5 separate regions of the Mus musculus genome follow, and regions 1, 3, 4 and 5 are each linked to region 2. The links are chromatin contacts, called in public ChIA-PET, Hi-C, HiChIP or PLAC-seq and promoter capture Hi-C maps. All regions are on one chromosome and are shown on one strand. The core of a region is the stretch at or near the end of the contact, and the rest is flanking DNA. Distances in the headings are between cores, read along the strand shown. Region 1 overlaps Clstn1 (calsyntenin 1). Region 2 holds the start of Spsb1 (splA/ryanodine receptor domain and SOCS box containing 1). Region 3 overlaps Clstn1 (calsyntenin 1). Region 4 holds the start of Lzic (leucine zipper and CTNNBIP1 domain containing). Region 5 overlaps Ctnnbip1 (catenin beta interacting protein 1).

Region 1 (2,700 bases), core at 60-2,559, 310 kb before region 2:
TCAACCCCATGGAGGTAGGCACAGAAGGGCCAACCACAAAGCGCCACGGAGACCCAGACCCTGGTCATGTGCTTGCAGGTTGGGTCAGTGAGATTAGATTAGGGGGGTCACCTTCAGATGAGGAAGCCCTTGCTGAAGGCCTCCGTGAGTAGCATAGGCAGGCAACTGACGCTCTTGGCTTCTTTACCCCAAGATGTCCGTGGTATGACAGGACTAAGCTCCGCCCCTCTGCATTGAGCACCCCATCCCATGTGAGTGGTATCCATGTTGCTAATGAGAGCGTCACCTGCCGGGTCACTTTGGCGAGGCGACTCCCAGTACCACTCAGGCCCTTCTGTCACTGTGGGGTTGGCTGTGTTTTCCTTTGTGGCTTTTAGTAGATAGACACTGGGCGATGGGGCTACAGGCTAGATTTACGCCGTCGTCTCTTTGCCAGACATATGAGGACCAGCACAGCAGTGAGGAGGAGGAAGAGGAGGAGGAGGAGGAGGAGAGCGAAGATGGGGAGGAAGAGGAAGACATCACCAGTGCCGAGTCTGAGAGCAGTGAGGAGGAGGAAGGAGGCCCCGGAGACGGCCAGAATGCCACCCGACAGCTGGAATGGGATGACTCCACACTCAGCTACTAAACCCGCACTCAGCGCCTGCTCTCCAGACTCTCTCCCAGCCCCACGGGTCCACGATGTACAAAATCATTTTGACCAGCAGGTCTGCAGACCCTTCCCCCACTGCTCAAAGTCCTCCCGTGCTTGGTGTGTGGGACCACCGGCTCCACCCTCCCCGCCCATCACCATTGCAGTTTTGCTAGAAGCTGGCGCTTCCTCCCCAGGGCAGGGGCCCCACAGCACCTCAGACCCCAAGTGTGTCTGGAGTTCCCTGTCGGCCAGGGAGAGGACACCAGCACCTGGGACCTCCAGAGAAGCCGCACTGAGCGGACTTGTCGACAGAGGGTGAAAAATTACTCCCACGCAGTCAGTAACCATTTCTCTTATTTTTAAAAGTTTTTTTATTTTTTTTTCCCAAACTAGTGCATGTATAAAGTGGGAGAGCAGAGGGGGTTAATATGTAGATGGCCAACCGACTTTTTAATATTTTGTAAATAAATTGGGATTCTGTGTGTCCTCTGTGCTAGTAGTCCAGGACAGGAATGTAAAGTCAGAATGCGGGGCCAGGAGGGCCTCTTCCTCCCTCTTCCCTCCCAAGAAACCAGGTTGGAGAGGCCCAAGTCACTGGGGCCCACCCTTGCTAGGGTTTCCGTACAGCCACGTGGCCGGGGCCATGGCTTTCAAGTGCTGTCTGGGGGGGCCAGCCCCACGAGCCTCCAACCACATTAGAGGCTGGGAACAGCCAGGATGTTGCCAAAGCCCCTGGCCTTTCCTGTACACGCCTGTGACTGGCAGCCACATGGTTTCTGCTTATTAACGTGAGCCTCCCTGTTGGTGAAATGGTGTAGCTGGGAACGGACAGCAAAGGTGCAGGCGGTCAGGCTCCTCGCTTGGAAGACCACGGTTCTGAGCAAGTCTGCACAACAGCACCAAAAGGAGACCCCGAGGCCCAAAGATAAACTGCTACAATGCTCCAGAACAATCTTTTCTCTCCTCCCCAGAGGCCCCATGGGATGCCGCGTGCTGTTGGGTTTGGGCTAAGATCTAAGACCCAGCAGATAGGAGACAGCAGGTACCACCCACACAGCACAGCTCTTCATTCACAGTCAAGAGTTTAGACTGCTCCAGCTGGGACATCCAGTCCTCGCTGCTGTTGCTGCTAGTTCGAAGGATGCCGCCGTGCTGTCTGTGGCCGCCCTCCCATGTCCTGTCCCCTGTAGCTGCTTTCTTAGATGGAAACAGGCTAACGAAGAGAGGGACACTGTCGTGTCAGTAGCCGCAGGGTCCCCTTTAAGATGTGTATATCGACACTAGGTCAGAAAGTGTATGCGTTATAATAAAGTTCTGGTTCTAACTCCAGCCTGAGTGGGGTCCATTCTGTCATGTTTGTTGGGTACGGGTTGGGGCAGGGGTTGAGGGATTTATGAAGATAGGCTGGGCTCAAACTTAAAGCAATCCTCCTGCCTCTGCCTGCTCAGTGCTGGGATTACAGATGTCCACCATGCCGGGCAAGGATTATTAATTTTTATGGTACTAAGGAATGTACCTGAAGCTTTGCACTTCGCAGACAAGGGCTCAACCAGTACACTGTATCCCCCCAAGTCCCCTTGTTATTTGAGCCAAGAACTTAAGAACATAAAAACGTTTTTATTTCTTTTCACCTGTCTTTACCTGTTGTGTCAAGGTTGCACAAACTGGTCTCAGCCCCCATCAATGAGAGGAAAAAACTTAACAAAAAACCCGTCTTCCAGCCAAGTACACACCCAACCCAGAAAGGCCGAGCCTGTGCAGAATCTGCAGCCACACCAGAGAGCACCTAGACTCTTTTCAATAAATAACATGGCATACATACATACACACACACAGACACGTTTCCTATTTCAGAGTTGGTGGGGCAGACTAGGGGTTCAGCGGGTGCTGCGGAGGCACCACCGCTCACTGCTGGACCCTGGGCTCATCAACATGAAGGGGCTCCTTGAGCCATGTTCTGGGCTGCTGGCGAGACAGCGGTGATGGTTCTCAAAGTCTCAGAATGCTACCGGGAGATCCAGGTCCTGAGGTGGCAGCTGATACATGGAGATGTGCTTGGGGTGGGA
Region 2 (2,700 bases), core at 134-2,633:
GACACCAAGCCTTCATCATGGGGGCTGGCGCTCTTACCATAAACACCTGTTAAAACTCAGCTCATGAGCAGTTTCTGATGTTACTAACTAAAGTGTTTAATTAACTATTACTCACTCAGGAAGCAGCTTCTGCCAGCTCACCACCACACTGTACAGCTTGAGTTCAGAGAAAAAGAGAGAGGAGCCTGAGCCCCGCTCAGCTGGCAGGAGCTTCCCTGGAAAGGTGCCAGCCAGCACTCCAGCAATACCCCACTTACCAAAACCAACCAAGCAAGGGGAGTTATACTCCACAACCTTCCAGAGCCAATGGCCAGCCCCACTACTGTTCACAGACAGGCAAGAACATTTAGGAAACACACATATTCACAACGATACACAACAACAGACACGAACAGAAACTCACAAGGTCACACTCTCATTCGCAAAAGCACACACAACTTCCTGGCTGGCAAACATCTTCACAGGCACCATTTGTGAACATTCAGTCTTTGCCATGGCACATCCTTAAACTTGGAGATTAGCAAGTCCTCGCACACTCGTCAGGCGCGGGACAACTCATCCTCTGCTCTACCATCCGATTCAGGCTGCTCTTGTTTCTCTGTTTCCATCGATTTCCTGACATAACCTCGGTTGCCCGGAGAAGCATCGGCGGCTCCGGGGTGGCTGGCGCCGCGCGCAGTGTCACCAGGCAGTCTCCCAGAGAGAGGCGCTACGGGGGCCGGATCGGGAAGGGGGACTAGGGCCGCTACAAATCAGAGCCCGGACTGGCGGGAAAAGCGAAACTAACTTAACTCAGCAGGGTCGCGATGCATGGGGCAGAAGGGGTCCCCTCGACTTTGGCGATGGGAGTCCCCCTCAACAATCAGAACCCTAAGGCGCCCTGGGACTAAGGAGAGCCCCAGGCCTCTTTCTCGGTTTGCAGCCTAGGCTCATCTTAGGGAGCGACTGTCCCCGCTCCACTGAGGTCCCCACCCAATGCCGCCCCCGCAGGTGGGACCCCAGAGCCTCCGCAGCAGAAGCGGCAGCGCACTGGGCGGCGCCCGGCCCCTCTCCGGGGACCCAAGATCGATCATGGCTCCACGCCGGGTGCCCACCCTATGCCCACGCTCTGCCCCGCGCCCACCCTCTCAGTTCTCTCAGCGTGGTGGTCCCCGTGTCTCCCCCATCCCCGGATCCCAGAGCCCGAACGCGCGCCCACCCAACCGGTCTTCGGTGTCCCATGCCGCCTACCGCGCACAGAGAGGCCGCAGCTCTTGGAGCTCCGGAGGCTCGCGGTGCCCAGGGCCGCGCCCGCTGCAGAGAGCGAAGTCGCTTCCTCCCCGTGGCCCCGGCGCCAGCGCCTGGAGCTGGTTCCTGCAGCAAGCGCGCGGGCCGCTCGAGCGCGACTCCTGCGCTGAGAAGAAAAAGCCACCGACAGCTCTAAGGTGGGAGGGCGGAGAAAAAAGAAGGACGCGCCGTGGGCGGGGCTTGTACGCTCCACCCCGCCTCCATTTGCCCTGCCACGCCCCATGTCACGCTCCTTCACCACGCCCCGCCTCAGGTCACGCCCTTTTTATCGCAACCCTCCCTTCTGCCTGGCGCTCCTCACAGCCCTCCCCTCCGCACTTTCCCGCTTAGCCCCGCCCTACACCACGCCCCTTCTCCTGCCACGCCCCTCTACTTTCCGACCCAGCGCTGGGTTTCCTAGCGTTGAGCGGCGCTGGTCGCCCGAGAGCCCGGAGCGCGCAGGGCTCTGAGGCAGGGCAGGCTTGGGGCTTTGCGAACTCTGTAGCCCCCGATACCACCTTCTTGCAGAAGGGCTGTAGGCTCAGACATACATCGCTCTGCCTTGGCCTCTGCAGCAAGAGCTTTGATTCCTCTGGAGAAGTTTTTAGGAAAGGCTGGACCTAAGGCCAGGATCATAATAACAGAAAACCTGCGCGGGGGCTGCGGTGGTGTCCAGCACTGTATTGAGGAGCTGAGGTTCATTCTTTAGGGAAAAAATGTTTGGCAGGGTGAGGTTATAGCAGTAATCACAGGAGCAAGATCTTGCTTAACTCGTTTGAAACTCCGGGTTAAGGTTCTGTAATGCTGTCGTGCAAAGGAACTGTCTATGAGTCCATGTGTAATCCGGCTGCTCTATACTTACTGTTTCCGCGCTCATGGAGACAGACAGGCAACTCAGAACTTCAAGACCCCGAGGTCCTGGTCGCATAGGCGTCCACAGTACCTAGACAATGAGTTTAGGATGGCACAAGCGACAGGGACTTCACATTAAAAGTACACCGTTAGAAGCTCTAGTCTGAAAGGGATTTTCCTTTCCCGTCATTACAGAAGAGAGTAGTCACAGGTGACTGAGGGAATTTTCACTCCCATCTTCGCGATATCCCCTTAAGATCTTCCCACTCCTCACCCATACGTGGGGAGGGATGCTAGAGAAGTTGCTATAAATACTGTGGCCGCTGAAGTTATTTAATCACTCACTGTAAAGACCCGAAGGGCCGGAGGCTACTGTGTAGATTCCAACCACCTCACTGTTGCCAATTTTGTTTGAAAACACAGAAGCTTCCAGACTGCTATGGACAAGGTGGGTCTGCGTGGGGAAAGCGGCCTCTCCGGGGCGCTATTGGCTCTTCGAGCAGGCAGCCTTGCCGGTGACTCAGGGGGGTGACTCCCTCCTGTTGGACTCTTCAAAGTCTGGGAATTTGAAGCATTCCCTGT
Region 3 (2,700 bases), core at 102-2,601, 350 kb before region 2:
CTGAGCTCCTCCAGCAAGCCGCTCAGGGGAGGCAGAACACAGTCTGTGATAGGGGTCCCAGGTGAGAAACAGTGGGGGCTGGGATGGATGCTAAGGTTCCTGGCCTCCTGTGTACCCAGATGTTGCTGGTGACATCGGGGAGTTAGGAACTGGGTCCCTACAGGCCAGGCAGGAAGGGGATGGCTGAGCCCAGGAAGTGGGCGGGATCCAGTATGGAGTGTGGAGGGGCTGGAAGAGAGAGGGACTGCTCCAGGAGACTTAGGCATGCTCTTCACGATGAAGGCCTCACTCAGCCATGGTCCTTGATAGAGGAGCCTGTCCTTGCTGGTCCAAACTGCTTTATTTGATGGCAGATGTGAATGCATTCATCTTACTCAGGGTGAACCAGGAATTAAATACTTTTGTGGAAGGAATGCCCGGGAAGGTAAGCTCATTGGCTAAACACTCGGGACCTATCTAGATACCTCATTAACAAGGAGAACTCCAGGGTTTATGCTACATGACCAGTTGTCATGGTCCTCGCACTGGGCTGTCTTGGTTACATGTTCCAGAGCAGGTCTTTGGCAGGGAGCTGGCCTCACGCCTACTGTTCTCAATTCTGAGAGTTCCCGGGGTTTAGGCTTGCTCGGCCTTACCAGTCCTTCTGTCCACTTGCCTTACAGAGCATGACCTTGAACTCACGACCTTCCTACCTTCATCTCTCAAGTATTGAGATTACAGAAGTGCACTATCATGCTTCCATTTCTTTTCTTCTAAAGATCTATTAATTTTTATTTTTAATGTATGAGTGTTTTCCATGTATGTGTGTGTATGTATATGTATGTGCAGCACACACATGTAGTGCCTATGTATGCCAGAAGGGGATGTTGGAGGGCCCTCTGGAACTGGAGTTACAGGAATTTGTAACCATCCTGTGGCTCCTGGGAACCAAGCCTGGTCCTCTGCAAGAGCAGCCAGTGCTCTTAATCACTGAGCCACCTCTCCAGCACACTTCTGAGTTTTCTTGGGAGGTGGTTGATACTGGGGTTCAAACCTCACATATGCTCTGCAAATACCACCAAGTTGGCCTTCTCTTTTGAACTTCAGTTGTTAACAATAACAACAAATTATCACCTTTGTGTACCCTCCCAAGACAGCCCTTGCAAGCCCGTGATGTAGTGCTGACCTTGTAAAGTGCCTGCCTTTTATTAAGCTGTGGTGAATGAAGCCTGTGTTTGCTGTCTGCTTCATGTTCCTGAGGAAACTGTTGGGATTTCTCCGGCATCAGGCTTTACCCGGGGACAGTTCCACCCTCGGGACCTGCCCAGTGCCCGTGGGAAAGGCTGTGAACTGCTGACCCCAGGGCTTGTGCTTTGGTGTTATCCTTGATAAGGCCAGTGACTTGGTTTTGCTTAGACAACATTCCTTACATCTGGCTCCCCTGACGGTGCTCTGCCCCATCTGCCCCAGTCCCCTCTGCCCTCGTGTGTGTGTGTGTGTGTGTGTGTGTGTGTGTGTGTGTGAGAGAGAGAGAGAGAGAGAGAGAGCGCCTTTACTTGTAAAGTTGGCAGCCTGCCTGTCCACTTAAACAGGCTCTAGAGTCTAGAGCCTGGAATTGTATTGCATTAGGATGTTAGGTACTTAAAACCCTTAAGCTATAAAAGAAAAAAAAATCTACTAATTTATCCTAAAAACAACAGCAATAAAAACAAAAAAACAAAAAAGCCCCTCAGCTTCTGAATTTCGAAGCTGGGATTCTAGAAGTAAAGGGACTTCAGAAGTCACATTGCTTACACATTTTACCAAAGGGAAAGTAACCGGGGCTGTACCTCTGTCACTGGCTTTTATAGCTCAGGACTAGCAGGTAAGATTGAATAGTGGGGAGATGACTCAGAGGTTAGGAGCACCAACTGCCCTGGCTGTAGACCTGGGTTCCGTTCCCAGCACCTACGTGGTGGCTCACAACCACCCGCCTGTAACTCCAGTTTCAGGAGATCCGACTCCCTCTGGTCTCCTGGCTCTTGCATGTATGTGGTGCAGGTAAATTCATGTATGTAAAATTTTAAAAAGTCTTAAGCAAAAAGTTCGAGTGCAGTGTAGAGCAAGGGCCTGGGTTCCATCCTCAGCACACCCCCCAAGTATTTTGTATAATTAGCCCATTGTATTTGTTAACCTCTGCAGCATTTACATGTGTAAACAGCTCAAAAACTTGGACTGTGCTCCCTCACCCGTGGCTGCAGCGTGGGCGAGTGCCTAGAGGATCTGCTGTGGCTTTGCTAAGTGTGTGGTATCTTCAGTGTGAGCCCAGCTCGCTCACCTGCCTCCAGGGGAGCCCTCCCCCTTAGCGTCAGCTGCATTCTGCCTGAGCATCCCATGGGGTGAGTTTGGGTGTGGCCATTCCCTACTGTGAGCTCTTGCACGGGTTATTTAACTTCTCTGTGACCTAGATTTTTTTTTTTTAAATCTCTGAAATGAGCGTAGTGACAGTAGCTACCTAGGGTTGTGGGAGAGTGAATGAACCTTGTGGAGTGTTTTGGGCATTAGAATAAGTGTATATATTGTTTTATTAATTCCATGTAAATTGCCTGCACCTCCTTTTTAAAATTGAGACAAAATTTATACAATGTAATGTGGACAATTGACTTTTTCTTTTTTTACTACATTCACTTGTGTGTGTGTGTGTGTGTGTGTGTGTGTGTGCGCGTGCGCATGTGTGCTCAT
Region 4 (2,700 bases), core at 22-2,521, 470 kb before region 2:
TTATACTTCCAGGTCAGTCCATCACTGAAAGAATTGGGGCACGGGCTCTAGGAGGAACCTGAAGCAGACACTACTGAGGAATGAATGCTGCTGCCTCCTGGCTTAAACTCAGTCTGTAGACCAGACTGGCCCTGAACTCAGAGATATCATTCCATCTCTGCCTCTTTAGTGCCAATGCCCAGCACCTAGGAAGCTGGCTTTCTTATACAGCCCAGTACATCAGGGTGGCCTCGAACTCAGAAATCCACCTGCCTCTGCCTCCCGAGTGCTGGGATCAAAGGCCTGCGCCACCACGCCCGGCTTAACTATGAACTTCTAACACCCCCCCCCCTTCAACTTCACAAAGGCATCACTGTAAGCTATAACCTTTCGATTTCTTGTCTCCAAAGTCCCTGTTAACATTATAAAACAAAAGCATAGACCAACTTTCAAAATTCTCAGTCTTTCAAAATTTCAAAACTTTTAAAGTTCCGAGTCTCTTTAAAAGTCCAAGTCTTTTAATCATGAGCTCCTGTAAAATCAAAATAAGTTTCATACTTTCTAATCCCAAAAGGGCAGAACCAGAGAATAGGAATAATCACAATTAAGCAAACCCAGAATCCAACAGTGTAGCTCAATATCCGACATTTGGGACTCAGGATCTGGGTCCCAAAGGGCTGGCATAGCCCTTTCTCCACTCAGCTCCCTGGTAACAGTTTACAGTCCACTCAGCAGCAATTTAACTGGTTCTCAAAGGCTGTGTGGGCTTGCTCTTTCCCAGATTTGGAAACGACTAAAAGGGAATGTCCTTCTCAGCACTGGCTTTCCCCCATTGCCTCTCACCCACATCCCTCTAAGTTCATGGGCGTCTGCTCTCAAGAAATCTCTAGAGAGGAAGAATCCAGGCCACCCCAAGTGGGGGAACTGACCTGCACCAAGGTCACAGGAAAGTTACCAACTTTTTGGTTCCAAGAACTAAAGGGCAAGAGTTGACTATGAAGAGCTGGCCCCAGGGACCGTTACAAAAGTCTCTAAAGGCCCAGCCATTGTGCATTGTCCCTTGCTTGGCAAAGTACGGGTCACCGGGCTAACGCTCGCACAGGCTCGTCTCCTAGGACCTCGGTGGGTTGCTTACCAGGCCTTGAAGGCCAAACGGCCCTAGTCCTCCAGGAGACAACCTCGGCCCGGACGCCAGCGCAGGGAACACCGCCGCCTTGCTCTCATTGGCCCCACACAGCCGGAAGTGCGCGAATCCAGCGGAAGTGCTCGCTCCATGCGGTCCGCCAGGCCGGGGAGTCAGGTAGGCGGGGCCCCTGGTTCCAAACCCTGGGATCCGCTAGCGGGCGGCAGGCGGGGATCGGGAGGGCGAAGGAGGTTGTCCTGTTTTCCGATCAGGGAGGACGGAGAAGCGTTTCGCAGGCGTAGGACTCCCCGCCTCCTCAGGTGACCACCGGGCCTGCTGGAGCCCGGCCTTGGCGGGACCTGCACACCTCGGCGGGAGCTTGGAGTTCGTCTGTCCGCGGGGAGGAGGCCGGCATCCGAGCGTGCGGTCCGGCTCTGCCTTATTTTTGCTCCGGTGGTCCCGGGCCCGGGCTTTGCTCACCTCCGTCCCTGAGAAGGTGTGCTTTCTGCCCTTGCCTTCTCGTGCGTCTGAGTTGGACAGTTTTCCTCAAGCCGAGTCCCGAGTGCTGTGGCCTCACCCAGAGGAGACTCGGCAAAAGCTACGGGAGGCACAGCCCAGGGATTCAGTGGCCTCTCCCGCGTCTTCCTAGGAATGGAGAACGTATTTCAGTTACAGTCTGCTTAGCGGGAAGTGATCTGGACAGCTGTAGGCCAAGTTCAGACACAGCAAATAAAACTCTTAACAGTTTTACCTTGTTCTAGCCAGCTCCACCCCAGGAGGTTTGAAGTTTGAGCCTCCGGTAAACTTTATGACAACTTCGCTTTCCTCAAATTGATGACACTCAGAGCTCCGACAGTTGGCGAGTTTTGAGCACCGTGCACGGGACAGGATACTGGAACCCCGGTGAGCGTGAATGAATATATTCCACTCCAGATGACAGTGTTGGCCATTTCGGCAGTCTCAAAGGAAACGCATCACTTTTATTCAATACTAGGTGGTGCCAGTGAGTCAAATCTTTCTGGTCTAAATCTGTAGTGTGGTTAAAGTTTTTTTGTTGTTGCTTTGTTTTTTTTTTTTTGTTTTTGTTTTTTTTTTTTTTGTTTGTTTGTTGTACAAGCCTTTATTTTTCCTTAAATTTATTCAGAATAACTTTGCCTTTTGAGACTGTATTGCAGCTTGGGAGTGCAGTCTGGCGTAGCGTATATGTAGCATTCTGGTTCCTCCATTTCCCCCAAGAAGAGATAAATTTTTGTGTTAAACAGTAATAACTTACTGTGCAGGGGATTTATCTTAATGGTAGAGTCCTTGCTTAGCAGGAATGAGCGCCTGGATTCAATCCCCTGTTCTGGGGGAAGAAAAACAAGTCTGGGCATGTTAGCACATACCTGTAATCTTAGAAAAAATATGTTCTTTTCATTTTACATTTTCATAATTTACTTTTTTCTTTTTCTTTTTTTGGGGGGCGTGGTTCTAGACAGGGTTTCTCTGCGTAGTTCTGGCTGTCCTGGAACTCACTCTGTAGACCAGGCTGGCCTCGAACTCAGAAATCTGCCACCCAGCATTTTAGATTTTCTTAATTTTGAATTGCACCAATATGT
Region 5 (2,700 bases), core at 171-2,670, 400 kb before region 2:
ATGCTAGGAACCAAACAGATGTCCTCTGCAATAGCAACAAGTGTTAACCTAACCCCTGAGGCATGCTAGACTACAGATGCACATACCACGTTCTGCTCCTTCACAAGGCTCAGGGATTTAACTTAAGTAACCATATTGCCAGCCTTCCACCTTATGTTTGAGATAGGATCTCTGACTGAGTCTGGAGTTTACCAGTTGGCTAACCTAGCTGGTGAGTGAGCCCCAAGGATGTTCATGTCTCTCTATAGCCAGCCTGAAGGTTTCAGAAGCACCCTGCTGTGCACCATGGTTACATGGGTGCTGAGGATCTGAACACACATCCTTCTTGCATAGCGAGCACTTTACCCACGGAACCACCTTCCTTTCCAGGTCCCTAATCTTGTACTTTGCCTAGCGAGGTATAAGGTTCCACAGAAGTACAAGAGCTAATGGATACCTAACCCCAGAAGGGCTGAAGCTGGAGTCCTGGGACACCTATGCCAGTAAGGGGTGCTGTGAGCGTAAGGGTGGCAAAGCCAAGGCCCCCATCGGCAGGGCTCATGTTAGCATGGAGGTTGGTCTTTGAGGTCTTATGGTATCCAGTGTGGCTGGCGCTGCTCCTATGAGTCCCCCTTTTCCACAACGCCGTCTACATAGGGCAGTGCCCATCCTGGTTTGTGGGATCTTTGGGTTTGCAAGAGACAAGTTCAAGGTCAGCCTATATTGTGAACTTGTCTTAGGTTGCAACAAAAAATAACAAGTTCCAACTTCAGGAACCCTTCTCCGAACCTCATCGTCACTGACGTGATCTGGTTTGGGCGTGAGTGCGGGCTTGAGACGGAGGCTGGCTTCCAACACTGCTGGTGTGAACTCATCCCCAGCTCACAAACAGACCAGTGACCCCATTGTCTGCCTCCCGCCCCCAGCCAGGGGCCAGCTTCCCTGTTTCTATGCTTCTGCATATTTGTCATTTTTCTCTCCCCAGTCACTTGACTAGCTCCACTGAAGGGCCAAAGCTGGCATCAGGCGTGGGATGGAAGGGCCAGTGGATGCCTGCCCCACCCTGTCCAGAGAGCTGAGCCTCAGCCCTGCTTTTGGATGAGCCACAGTAGTGCAGGGAGGACAGTTGGCACTTGACTCCATCCCAGTGGTGGTGGTAGTGGTGGTGGTGGTGGTGGTGGTGGTGGTGGTGGTGGTGGTGGGTTTTAATCCTGGGTCTAGGTTCCATTTGCACAGTGACGCAGAGACCAATCCAGGCTTTGACTGAGGCTTGGCAATCCTCCATGCTCTGGGTGACTACAGACAGACAGTTGTTTCCCTTCTGTGTCGTTAAAGGCAAGGGCTCCAGAGCCTGGGCCTCCGGTTCACCCAGCTACTTCAAGTCTCTGAGCAAAGGCTCTGAGCAAGCGCTCTGAATATGACCAAGAACAAGGCTAGTCCTGGTCACATAGCATGTTCAGCAGATAAAGATTAGACTAATGGGGATGTAAGTCACTTGTAGACTGCTTACCCAGCATTCCTGAGGCTTTGGCTTGCTTCCCAGTACTACACAAAACTGGGTGTGAGGTGCACATCTGTAATCTCAGCACTTGGGAATGAGAGGTAGGAAGGATAGAAGATGAAAGGCATCTAGACTGCACAGTGAGTTCAAGTTCAAACCTAGGCTTTATCAAGGCTAGCCTGGGTTTCATGAGTCTATGTTTCCTACCCTCACCCCTAACTCCCACCACCATGCTGCTGAGAATGCTGAAGGTTGCAGCTGCCTGGATAACAAGATAGGTTTCAAAATGGACATCAGGTTTGTACAGGGAAGGCTCTGATTTCTCCTCTTATCAGCATTTGTGTCTGTCTGGGTCTTTTACCCTGCCTACCCTATTCATGTGTGTGACGCTGCACCTCCTGGGAACTTGGATTGGGTTTCCAGAATGATGCAGAGCTGCTCTCATGAGCTTGCTGACCACACCTGTAATCCCAGCAGAGACAGAGGATCCTGAGTTTGAGGCCAGTCTGGGGTACATCGTGAGACCCTGTCTCTAAGAAAGCTGAGTTCAGCTGAAGATGTAGCTCAGTGGTAATCTAGCCTCTTGCTTCTTGTGCCCTGGATTTATTTATTTAGTCCATCACTGAAAAGGACTAGTGGTGGGCTGGAGAGATGGCTCAGTAGTTAAGAGCACTGACAGCTCTTCCAGAGGTCCTGAGTTCAATTCCCAGCAACCACTTGGTGGCTCACAACCATCTGTAATGGAATCCAGTGCCCTTTTCTGGTGTGTTTGAAGACAGCTGCAATGTACTCACATACATAAAACAAACATTTTAAAAACCGAAAAGAATAGGGTTGGTGGTGAGTGGATGATAGACTTCAACTTTTTTTTTTCCCTTTGAGTGGTAAGAGTGAAAGGCCTAGCCTATCAGAGGTGGTGCATGCCTTTAGTCCCAGCACAGAGGCACAGAGCAAGTTTAAGGACAGCCAGGGCTACATGGAGAAACTTTATCTCAGAAAACAGACAAACAAACAAACAAACAGTGCCTGAGTTCTAACTCCAAGGACCCACATGGTGGAAGGAGAGAACAGACTCCTGCAGTTGTCCTTTGACCTCTGCCATGATGCACATGCACACACGAGCACGCGCGCGTGCACGCACGCGCGCGCACACACACACACACACGAGTAAATGAACAAGTGTGAACAAGTTTGTTCCTAAATGTTATTGTATCATTAGG

The links. Promoter capture Hi-C pulls out the DNA fragments that hold promoters and counts their contacts. A called contact is a pair of places that touch in the nucleus more often than the background predicts. ChIA-PET counts read pairs in DNA pulled down with a chosen protein or histone mark. HiChIP or PLAC-seq counts read pairs in DNA pulled down with a chosen protein or histone mark.
Region 1: a contact with region 2 is called in a promoter capture Hi-C map of pre-B cells, with 3 times the contacts expected there. The contact joins the enhancer-like site here to the promoter of Spsb1 in region 2. A contact is called at or near these places in 7 of 39 promoter capture datasets (the 3T3-L1 cell line, the C10 cell line, liver and 3 more), 9 of 484 Hi-C or Micro-C datasets (the Ba/F3 cell line, CD4 T cells, the N1E-115 cell line and 4 more), 4 of 115 datasets of contacts at active chromatin or transcription factors (T-cell acute lymphoblastic leukemia, embryonic stem cells, large pre-B cells and 1 more) and 3 of 9 other capture datasets (adipose tissue, embryonic stem cells and liver).
Region 3: an H3K4me3 HiChIP or PLAC-seq map of stem cell-derived neural progenitor cells shows a contact between it and region 2, with 3 times the contacts expected there. The contact joins the enhancer-like site here to the promoter of Spsb1 in region 2. A contact is called at or near these places in 1 of 39 promoter capture datasets (stem cell-derived epiblast-like cells), 1 of 15 datasets of contacts at CTCF or cohesin (large pre-B cells), 2 of 484 Hi-C or Micro-C datasets (B cells and embryonic stem cells), 1 of 115 datasets of contacts at active chromatin or transcription factors (stem cell-derived neural progenitor cells) and 2 of 9 other capture datasets (adipose tissue and embryonic stem cells).
Region 4: an RNA polymerase II ChIA-PET map of memory CD8 T cells shows a contact between it and region 2, with 5 read pairs. The contact joins the promoter of Lzic here to the promoter of Spsb1 in region 2. A contact is called at or near these places in 1 of 39 promoter capture datasets (liver) and 1 of 115 datasets of contacts at active chromatin or transcription factors (memory CD8 T cells).
Region 5: a Hi-C map of myocytes shows a contact between it and region 2, with 2.0 times the contacts expected there. The contact joins the enhancer-like site here to the promoter of Spsb1 in region 2. A contact is called at or near these places in 9 of 39 promoter capture datasets (the 3T3-L1 cell line, the C10 cell line, the HPC-7 cell line and 4 more), 1 of 15 datasets of contacts at CTCF or cohesin (large pre-B cells), 11 of 484 Hi-C or Micro-C datasets (the G1E-ER4 cell line, the N1E-115 cell line, the P5424 cell line and 7 more) and 1 of 9 other capture datasets (embryonic stem cells).

The regions. Positions count from the first base shown.
Region 1 is chr4:149,646,937-149,649,636 of GRCm38.p6, forward strand. It overlaps Clstn1 (calsyntenin 1), which reads left to right. Exons shown (of 19, transcript NM_023051.5): 18 at 1-14; 19 at 437-1,963. The coding sequence ends at 628. It overlaps Pik3cd (phosphatidylinositol-4,5-bisphosphate 3-kinase catalytic subunit delta), which reads right to left. Exons shown (of 22, transcript NM_001164052.1): 22 at 2,232-2,700. Among named protein-coding and RNA genes, the nearest start is that of Mir7023, 7.3 kb to the right of the region's middle. Within about 2 kb of position 1,310, at least 56 of the 459 cell types and tissues checked have an H3K27ac peak or open chromatin away from gene starts, as enhancers often do. A contact at or near this core is called in memory CD8 T cells, neutrophils and pre-B cells, where this site is marked.
Region 2 is chr4:149,953,623-149,956,322 of GRCm38.p6, forward strand. Spsb1 (splA/ryanodine receptor domain and SOCS box containing 1) reads right to left here and starts at 1,384. Exons shown (of 3, transcript NM_029035.2): 1 at 1,231-1,384.
Region 3 is chr4:149,600,135-149,602,834 of GRCm38.p6, forward strand. The region is part of intron 1 of Clstn1 (calsyntenin 1); the gene reads left to right. Among named protein-coding and RNA genes, the nearest start is that of Clstn1, 15 kb to the left of the region's middle. Within about 2 kb of position 1,352, at least 19 of the 459 cell types and tissues checked have an H3K27ac peak or open chromatin away from gene starts, as enhancers often do. A contact at or near this core is called in embryonic stem cells and stem cell-derived neural progenitor cells, where this site is marked.
Region 4 is chr4:149,483,995-149,486,694 of GRCm38.p6, forward strand. It overlaps Lzic (leucine zipper and CTNNBIP1 domain containing), which reads left to right and starts at 1,272. Exons shown (of 7, transcript NM_026963.6): 1 at 1,272-2,005. Nmnat1 (nicotinamide nucleotide adenylyltransferase 1) reads right to left here and starts at 1,216. Exons shown (of 5, transcript NM_133435.2): 1 at 1,115-1,216.
Region 5 is chr4:149,557,116-149,559,815 of GRCm38.p6, forward strand. All of the region lies in intron 4 of Ctnnbip1 (catenin beta interacting protein 1), which reads left to right. Among named protein-coding and RNA genes, the nearest start is that of Mir5616, 21 kb to the left of the region's middle. Within about 2 kb of position 1,421, at least 36 of the 459 cell types and tissues checked have an H3K27ac peak or open chromatin away from gene starts, as enhancers often do. A contact at or near this core is called in myocytes and rod photoreceptor, where this site is marked.